Regions from separate parts of the Pan troglodytes genome. Here region 1 is linked to region 2. The links are chromatin contacts, called in public Hi-C maps. All regions are on one chromosome and are shown on one strand. Each heading gives the region's core, a stretch centred on a gene start, on an enhancer-like site or on the middle of the called end of the contact. The rest is flanking DNA. Distances are from core to core; before and after follow the strand shown.

The links. A called contact is a pair of places that touch in the nucleus more often than the background predicts.
Region 1: a contact with region 2 is called in a Hi-C map of induced pluripotent stem cells, with 2.1 times the contacts expected there. The contact joins the enhancer-like site here to the promoter of NR6A1 in region 2. A contact is called at or near these places in 2 of 7 Hi-C or Micro-C datasets (induced pluripotent stem cells and stem cell-derived neural progenitor cells) and 1 of 1 datasets of contacts at active chromatin or transcription factors (stem cell-derived excitatory neurons).

What each region holds. Positions count from the first base shown.
Region 1 is chr11:13,735,095-13,738,721 of NHGRI_mPanTro3-v2.0_pri, reverse strand. The region is part of intron 2 of NR6A1 (nuclear receptor subfamily 6 group A member 1); the gene reads right to left. Among named protein-coding and RNA genes, the nearest start is that of MIR181B-2, 24 kb to the left of the region's middle. Within about 2 kb of position 1,886, at least 1 of the 24 cell types and tissues checked has an H3K27ac peak or open chromatin away from gene starts, as enhancers often do. A contact at or near this core is called in induced pluripotent stem cells, where this site is marked.
Region 2 is chr11:13,686,876-13,690,958 of NHGRI_mPanTro3-v2.0_pri, reverse strand. NR6A1 (nuclear receptor subfamily 6 group A member 1) reads right to left here and starts at 2,093. Exons shown (of 10, transcript NM_001280163.1): 1 at 1,802-2,093. The coding sequence starts at 1,901.

The DNA of each region.
Region 1 (3,627 bases), core at 637-3,136, 48 kb before region 2:
AGTCTGAAAAATTAACCTGCACATTATCAGTTTTAATAGGTATCAGATTACATTTTTAAGAGTTCCCATTTTCCCACACTCTCATCATCCCTAAAAATTATTTAATGTAGGAGCTGAAAACTCAAATGCCTACAGAAGACTAGCAGGAAACATAAATGGGTAAAGGAGGCCACCAAGGTTCTGTGAAAACCTAAGAGTATACGCTCATTTAAAGAAGGCAGCAGGCTGAGCACAGTGGCTCACACCTGTAATCTCAGCACTCTGGGAAGCCGAGGTGCGCGGATTGCTTGAGTCTAGGAGTTGGAAACCAGCCTGAGCAACCTGGTGAAACCCCACCTCTACAAAAAAACACAAAGATTAGCCCACCGCGGTAATGCGCGCCTATAGTCCCAGCTACTCGGGAGACTGAGGTGAGAAGAACTGCTTGAGCCCAGGAGGTCGAGGCTGCAGTGAGCCATGATCGCACCATTGCACTCCAGCCTGGGTGACAAAAGACCGTGTGTCCAATCCATATAAAGAAGGCAGCCACTACTCTGTTCCAGCCAAGAGGTGCCATATAAAAATCTGAGCTCAATGTTAGATATTACAATTTATCAAGAAAGCCAGAAATCCAAAGTTTTTTGAAACTCTTGAACGTTTTTGGGTTTTTTTGAAATGCAGTTTTGCTCTTGTCACCCAGGCTAGAGTGCAATGACGCAATCTCGGCTCACTGCGGCCTCCACCTCCAGGGCTCAAGCAATTCTCCTGCCTCCATCAGCCTCCCAAGTAGCTGGGATTACAAGCATGCGCCACCACGCCCAGGTAATTTTGTATTTTTAGTGGAGACGGGGTTTCACCATGTTGGCCAGGCTGGTCTTGAACTCCTGACCTCAGGTGATCCACCCACCTCAGCCTCCCAAAGTGCTAGGATTACAGGCGGGAGCCACCACGCCCGGCCATCTTGAACATTTTAAATGTTGACAACTAACATGATTTTATTTAAACATCCTGGAAGTCAAACAAAATACATCTATAGGGCAGACTACACTTAGGACATGGAATTTTGTACTAACAGATGAAAAAGATCTTTAACACTGTATTTTCACTTTGAATCTTATTTTGCAGTTTTGATTTTCTTATGCTTACCAACAAAGCACATTCAATTTTGGTTCACAATGACTGTCGGCTCTCTTCAAAGAGAGAGGCTTATCTTTTCTTTCAGATCATATCTGTGACAAATACTGGACCAAAATAAAACAAAAACAAAGTAGCTTCGGGTAAAGAGGCAAAGAGTGGTCCCGGTTGACCAAAGAGTACCCAGAAAGGGCCTCAGTTAGAACTGAGTTATTATAGCCTCAGCATGCTTAGAATATGTGAGATATTTAGAAAAAAAAAGTTAATTTGTAAAACTATGTACAACTTTGAAGACAGTGGCTTTAATCTAGGGTATCCCCCCACTACTGATACGTTTGCCTAACACAGAAGGTTTTCTCTTTGGCAAGAGTTCAAAAAAGGAAGAGAAGAATTCCCATGTATTCCCTTGTTATCAAGCACTGAATTTAAGCAACCCCTTTCAGCTTTTTTTTAATAAAATAAAACAAATGTTTATTAAAAGTCTTTGTCTCATCTGAAAATGTTACTGCAATATTGCTCCCATGGAAAGAACAACTGCAGAACCTAACTAGCCTCAGAATTTCTTCTCATTCCTTCTTAGTCATTCATTAAAATCTCCAGACTTAGATATTCAAGCAATCCCTTCACCCACCAGAGATAGTGGCAGACATCCAAGACTATCCAAGGACCCAACAACCGCCTTTGAATGCAACTATCTTTTCATCAACTGTAAACAAGTGCTAAACTCTCGGCTCCATAGGGAGTCCCTACCAAGTCAGTATAAACTCAAATAGGGGCAGAGGTCAAGGGGATGAGAGTTCACCCTAAGCTCTGGATCTCATACCACCCCTACCCTGATCAAAAGAATCTTTATCAGAAGGGAACTCCTCAGCAAAAGACCACATTCAGAAGGCTTGATCTAGCAGCAATGCCACAGAATCAACTGAAGCTTTGGAAGCAGGCACTCAGAACTGTTATGAATGTGACATAGCAAAATCACTAACAGTGTTGTAGAGAAAAAGGGACATAAAGGGAGGAAACAAGGGAGATTTGTGAACTATCTTAAGTTGCTTCAGGAAAGAACTTACTTGAAAAATAGTGGAATAATCCTGAATCTGAGCCACAGAAGACAACTCGGGAACCTATTCCACAATGAATCCTTCTACTTTGTGTCCAAAACCACCCTAATACACGCAGAAGAGGCCCAGATGACACTTCAAAAATAGTCTTCATTCTTTTACACAAAAACCCTGATTATATATGTTATAAATCATTACACTGCCTTAAAGTCTTCCACCATCAGCATTTGAGATCTGTCACAATCAAGACAGCCAGAGACAGGATAGAAATTAATTATTTAATAAAGCAGGGGCTCTGAAGTCTCAGATACTTCACTAGGTACTTTGGGGTGAGTCATTTAATCTCTTCAGGCCTCATAGTTCTCATCTGTAAGATGGGGATTGTATCTTTTTAAACAAATCTTATGAATGCTTAATAAAAAATGCATGTGAAACATTCTGTGCATAGCAACTATTAGCTATCCTTACTATTATGTGGTAAAAGCCACATCATATTTTGTGTCTGCCTTCCTGATTAAACCAGAGTCCTTTCTGGGCAAGAACTATGTCTCAGCTTGGCACCCAAAGTAGGGAGGGAGAAAAGAACAATAAGTGCGTTAAATGAACTATTACCAAGTCAAACTTAAAATCAGATCATTTTACATGCTATAATCCTTCTCACACTTACTGAATATACGCAAAGTGCCTGGCACACAAGGAATACCAAATACACAAGTAAATGGTAATTTCCTTTTCTTCCTTCATCTGTAACATTCAGTCTTAAGTTCACTCTCTGCAGACATTTGGGCTTATATAAACTACTTTCTGAGACCAAAAATTGTGACACATAGCTTGACAACTAGGAATAAATCCATTAGGACATGTGACAGAATACTGGAATTTTAGGGTACGCTAGCTGAGATGTACACATTTCTCTTTTGTAGCTGGAAGAATCCACAAAAAAATATCTTTGGGATCCCCAGTCACATGACAGTTGAATGCAAAGCCAGAGCAAGTTCGTGGTGCCAGGCTTTCTTTTTATCTTGCCTATTTTTTATCTTGTTTTTTCATCTTGCCTGTTCATCCCACCAACACATGTAGAACTCTCCTTGGTGGGCATCTACCAATATGGCAAGATATACCAAAATTTAATTTACTTTTTTTCTGAGACAGGGTCTCACTCCCGACACCCAGGCTAGAATGCAGTGGTGCAATCTCTTGGTTCACTGCAGCCTCAACCTCCAGGGCCTCAGGTGATCCTCCCACCTCAGCCTCCCAAGTAACTGGGACTACAGGTACACGCCTAGAGTCGGGGTTTCATCATGTTGTCCAGGCTGGTCTCAAACTCCTAGGCTCAAAATAATCTGTCCACCTTGGCCTCCCAAAGTGCTAGGATTACAGGTGTGACCCACCGCACCCAGCACTTAACTTTCAAGTCTCTTTTAAAATACTCATATAAATATATATACATACACAC
Region 2 (4,083 bases), core at 844-3,343:
GGCCAGCCACCTAGCCATCATACATCATACACAAATTAAAAAAAAAAAAAGAGCTCTGAAAACACATCACTATTTTTAAGATCAGCAACATCAAGTGAAGTTAACCAAGCTCTCTTCTACACGGACTTTTCCCTTTTGTAAAAAACACCAGATCTCCTAAACTAACAAAATGTTTGACTAGTTAATAAACGTATGAAGGCACGGATCCAACCCAAGATTTCCACCGTCTGTAGCTACTCACTCATTCAACAATTGAGCGCCTAACTGACCTATTTTCAGGTTACTTTCCTCACACCTGCCAGGTCACTGTCCTGATTGAGAAACCTCTTGGTGAAGCAGTTAATTTTTAGTGCCTCCTAACTGTCCCGGGTGTTTGCATTCAATTTGAAATCTGTTACTTGTTAGACACTGTTCGGTCCTAGATCTTTCAGAGAATTGCGAGTTTATGGCGCAGCGAGGGGAGGAGGCACGGATCTCTGAGAGCCTCCCTTTATTCGGAAATGAGGAGATGTGAAGGGTGGAAAACAGGGCAAATAAATAAATCGGGTTTGCCGCCGGAGCGTTTGCCGGCCGGTGCGAGCACCCTTTGTAATGCAGGCCTCCCGGGGCGATCGCCTGCGCTAATTGCTCCAGGGCGCTTTCCAAGTTCAAAAGTTCACCTTTTACGACCTCACAAAAGCTCCTAACACGTTACCAATAAAAACATTCCGCGGCAAACACCGAGGAGGAAAATATCAAACAGATACAAATAAAACATCCCGCAGGGGGAGGGAGCGAAGAGGAGGAGGGCGAGGAAGCCCCGAGGAACCTGAGGACCCGGCCCGGGCGAGGGGGCGAGGGACGAGCGGTAGGAAGTGCCGGGCCAGGTGAGGGATTCTCAGCTCCCAGGGTCCCGGATCGGGACAAGAAAGAGGAGAACTGAGACTAAGAGGTGGGGACCGGGACCTGCCGGGCAGAAGCCGGGAGGAGGCAGGTGTCTGGGGCCCCGGGGCGGGCTGGAGCCCTCGGCCAGGGAAAGCCGTTGCCTGGCGGAGAGGGGAGCTGAGCAGGGGCGGAGACCGGCCAGAGCGCGCGGGGCGTTGAGGAAGGTGAGGCGCAGGGGAAGCAGGAGGCGCGAAGGGGTCCGAAAAAGGAAACGACTGGGGGATGTCTAGCGAACGGGGGTTCGGCAGAGGTAGGGGGCTCGTAGTATTCAAGGAAGAACGCTCGAGGCTGCAGAAGAGGAAAACGCTCTAGAAAGCTGAGCGGTACAAGGGTGCTGTGGAGTCGGGTCAACAGGGCAAGAAGGGAGCGTCCTCGGTGGGAGGAGGAACCCCTGTAGGGGAAAAGAGAGGCTCTGCGTTAAGGGAACCCGAGTGAGGGGATGCCCCCACTGACGGACCGCGGGGGGGACTTCCAAGCTGAGGGGCCCGGGGGGAGGGGAAGGTTCGGCGCTGGGAAGACAGGGGGAGGGGACCCGGGGGGAGGAGGGAGGATTGGTGCTGAGGGGACGGGGGGAGGGGAAGCCTGTGCAGAGGGGACGGGGGGAGGGGGAAATGAAGCTCGGTGCCCAGGGACCCGGGCAGGGGGAGGGTCCGCGCGGAAGGGAACAGGGACGAAGGAGGAGGATCCACCCTGAGCGAGACCGGGGAGGAGAGGGAGGGTCCGCGCCAAGGGGGAACGGGGTGAAGGGCCACCCTAAGGGGCCGCGGGGCCGCTGCGGCTTCCCAGGGCAAGGGTCGGCAGAGAGGAGGGGGATCCCTGGCGGAGGCTCAGGAAGCCGGTTCCTGCCTGGCCCGGGCGTCGCAGGCCCCTCACCCACCGTTGCGCGGCGGCGGAGGGAGCGCGGCGGGCGGCTCCAGGAACCCCGCCGAGCCCCCGCCGCCTCCCCCTCCGCTAGGCGGCGGTTCGTCCCGCTCCATGCGGTGGTGCCTAGGGTCCGCGCTGGGTTTGCTGCTCCGCCATGACGGGCGCCCTAGTCGCCGTGGTCGTCGTCCGCCGAGGGGAGGAGGTTGTCAGGAGCCCGCGAGCTCCCGGCCGCGGCTCTCTCTGGGCCCCGAGCCGCCCGGCTCCGCGCCGCTCCGCGCCCCTCCGCGCCGCGCCCCCTCAGCACTGGCCAGCTCCCTCCCCTGACGTCACACGCCTCTGCCGCGCAAGGCCCTGCGGGGCACGCTGGAAGTTGGAGTCCGCTCTGCGAGGCCGGCCACGCCGACCGCACCAACTGAAGGGGTGGAAGGAGGGATAAGAAGTCCTGAGAAGGGAAAGCTAAAGTCTGTCAATACCAAGAACCATGACAAAGCGTTTGATGTCTATGTAGTAAGCGGATACTTCCGGGCCTTGTCTTGATTGTGATTTCTACCTGATCAAAGTTCCCTAAGAGTCCTCGTAACCCCCCACCCCAACAATGAGTCTTTGCGAGGAGGCGGATCGCGAGGCAGCCGGGTGAGCACGTGCAACGAAGCCCAGCCCTGTGGGCGGGGCCCTGGAGGCGGGGCTTGAAGGTACTCACGTGGGCCTCTCCCTGCCGCTGCGGGACAAATTGGACCGGAGATTAAAGGACCGGAGTTTAACTCGAGGTGACTGCGTTCGTATGCAAATGGAATCTATAAAATTCTTCTTTCCGGGGTAGTCTTTAAAGACTTTTTACCTCCGGGTGGGCGGGAAAGACTAAAGTTTCCCCTCCTCCCCTTTCATTTTCCCCCTGCCCATAGAACAGATGGGCAAACTAAGCTCCGGGCCATTGGGGCTATTAAAGAAAGCCCTAGGCTCTTGACCCCAGGTGTCTTGAAACCTTCCGTTTAAGAGGGATCCCTTGCCCAGCCTTGTTTGCCTTCCCCTTTCCTCAGTTTCCCTATCTGTAAAAGGGGGTTGGAATAAGGACAGGATCAAGTTGGAAGATCGCAAACCCCTGCCCCTCCCACCTCAGTTTCCCGAAGCTTTCCGGAAGCAAAATCCCGAATTTTGCAGCGGCTCCCGGCCGAATTCACCCGCTGCGGCCACCAGGTGGCGCGCGGCCACCGGTCACTAGGCCCGCCGGGGTGTCCGTCTTCGGCGACCCCATCGGGAAAGGATTTCGCTGCTGCCGCCAAGGGTCTAAGGCCTACCTGGCCCACTTGAAGACAAAGAACGAGAACGTTGGTGCTTTGCCCACTTCTGCTCTGCCGGATTATGCTGCAGCTTCCTCGGTGGCCACTCATTCGCCCTCTCCTGCCCCACCCGCCCCACCAATCCCTTAGCCCTTTTTTTTTTTTTTTTTTTTTTTTTTTGCCTAATTTTAAGTCCTCGTCCTGGCATTCGCATCCCTGCTTGGCCTGACCCTTGCCCACATTTCGCACCACACCCCGTCCCTCACCTGCTACGAAAGTTGCAACGCTTCTCTGCACTTGGGGGCAACTGGACCTTACCAACCCTGGTGAAACTGTATTTCATACGTAACCTGGGAGACTTACATTAACGCTCTGCCGTCTAAACCTCATACCTGCTCTATGAGATAGCAACAATATTGTCCCTTTCCAGCACTGATGAAGTCCACCAGAAGTGATGGGGATTCCAGCTCCATTCTGTCACACACCAGAACCTTAATCCTTGGCTCCTTCAAGCTGGAACGCGGCTGACTTCACCTGACCCACTCCCAAACTCCTATTCATCTTTCAAGATCCTGTTCAAATGTTTCTTCAGTGGCATCTTCCTTAATACCTTCCACCGAGGGACAACTAGATCCCCTCTGCTAGGTAGCAGTGTTTCAGGAGCTAAACCCTGTGACTAAGAGAGGACGGCCTGCCATTCCCTCAGCTGTGGGTTCTAAAATACTTTAGGACCTTGCTGGGCGCCGTGGTTCATGCCTGTAATCCCCACACTTTGGGAGACTGAGGCGGGCGGATCACCTGAAGTCAGGAGTTTGAGACCAGCCTGACCAATATAGAGAAAACCCGTCTCTACTAAAAATACAAAATTAGCCAGGCGTGGTGGCGCATGCCAGTAATCCCAGCTACTCAGGAGGCTGGGGCAGGAGAATCGTTTGAACCCAGGAGGCGGTGACTGCGGTAAGCCGAGATGGCGCAATTGCACTCCAGCCTGGGCAACAAGAGCAAAACTCCGTCTCAA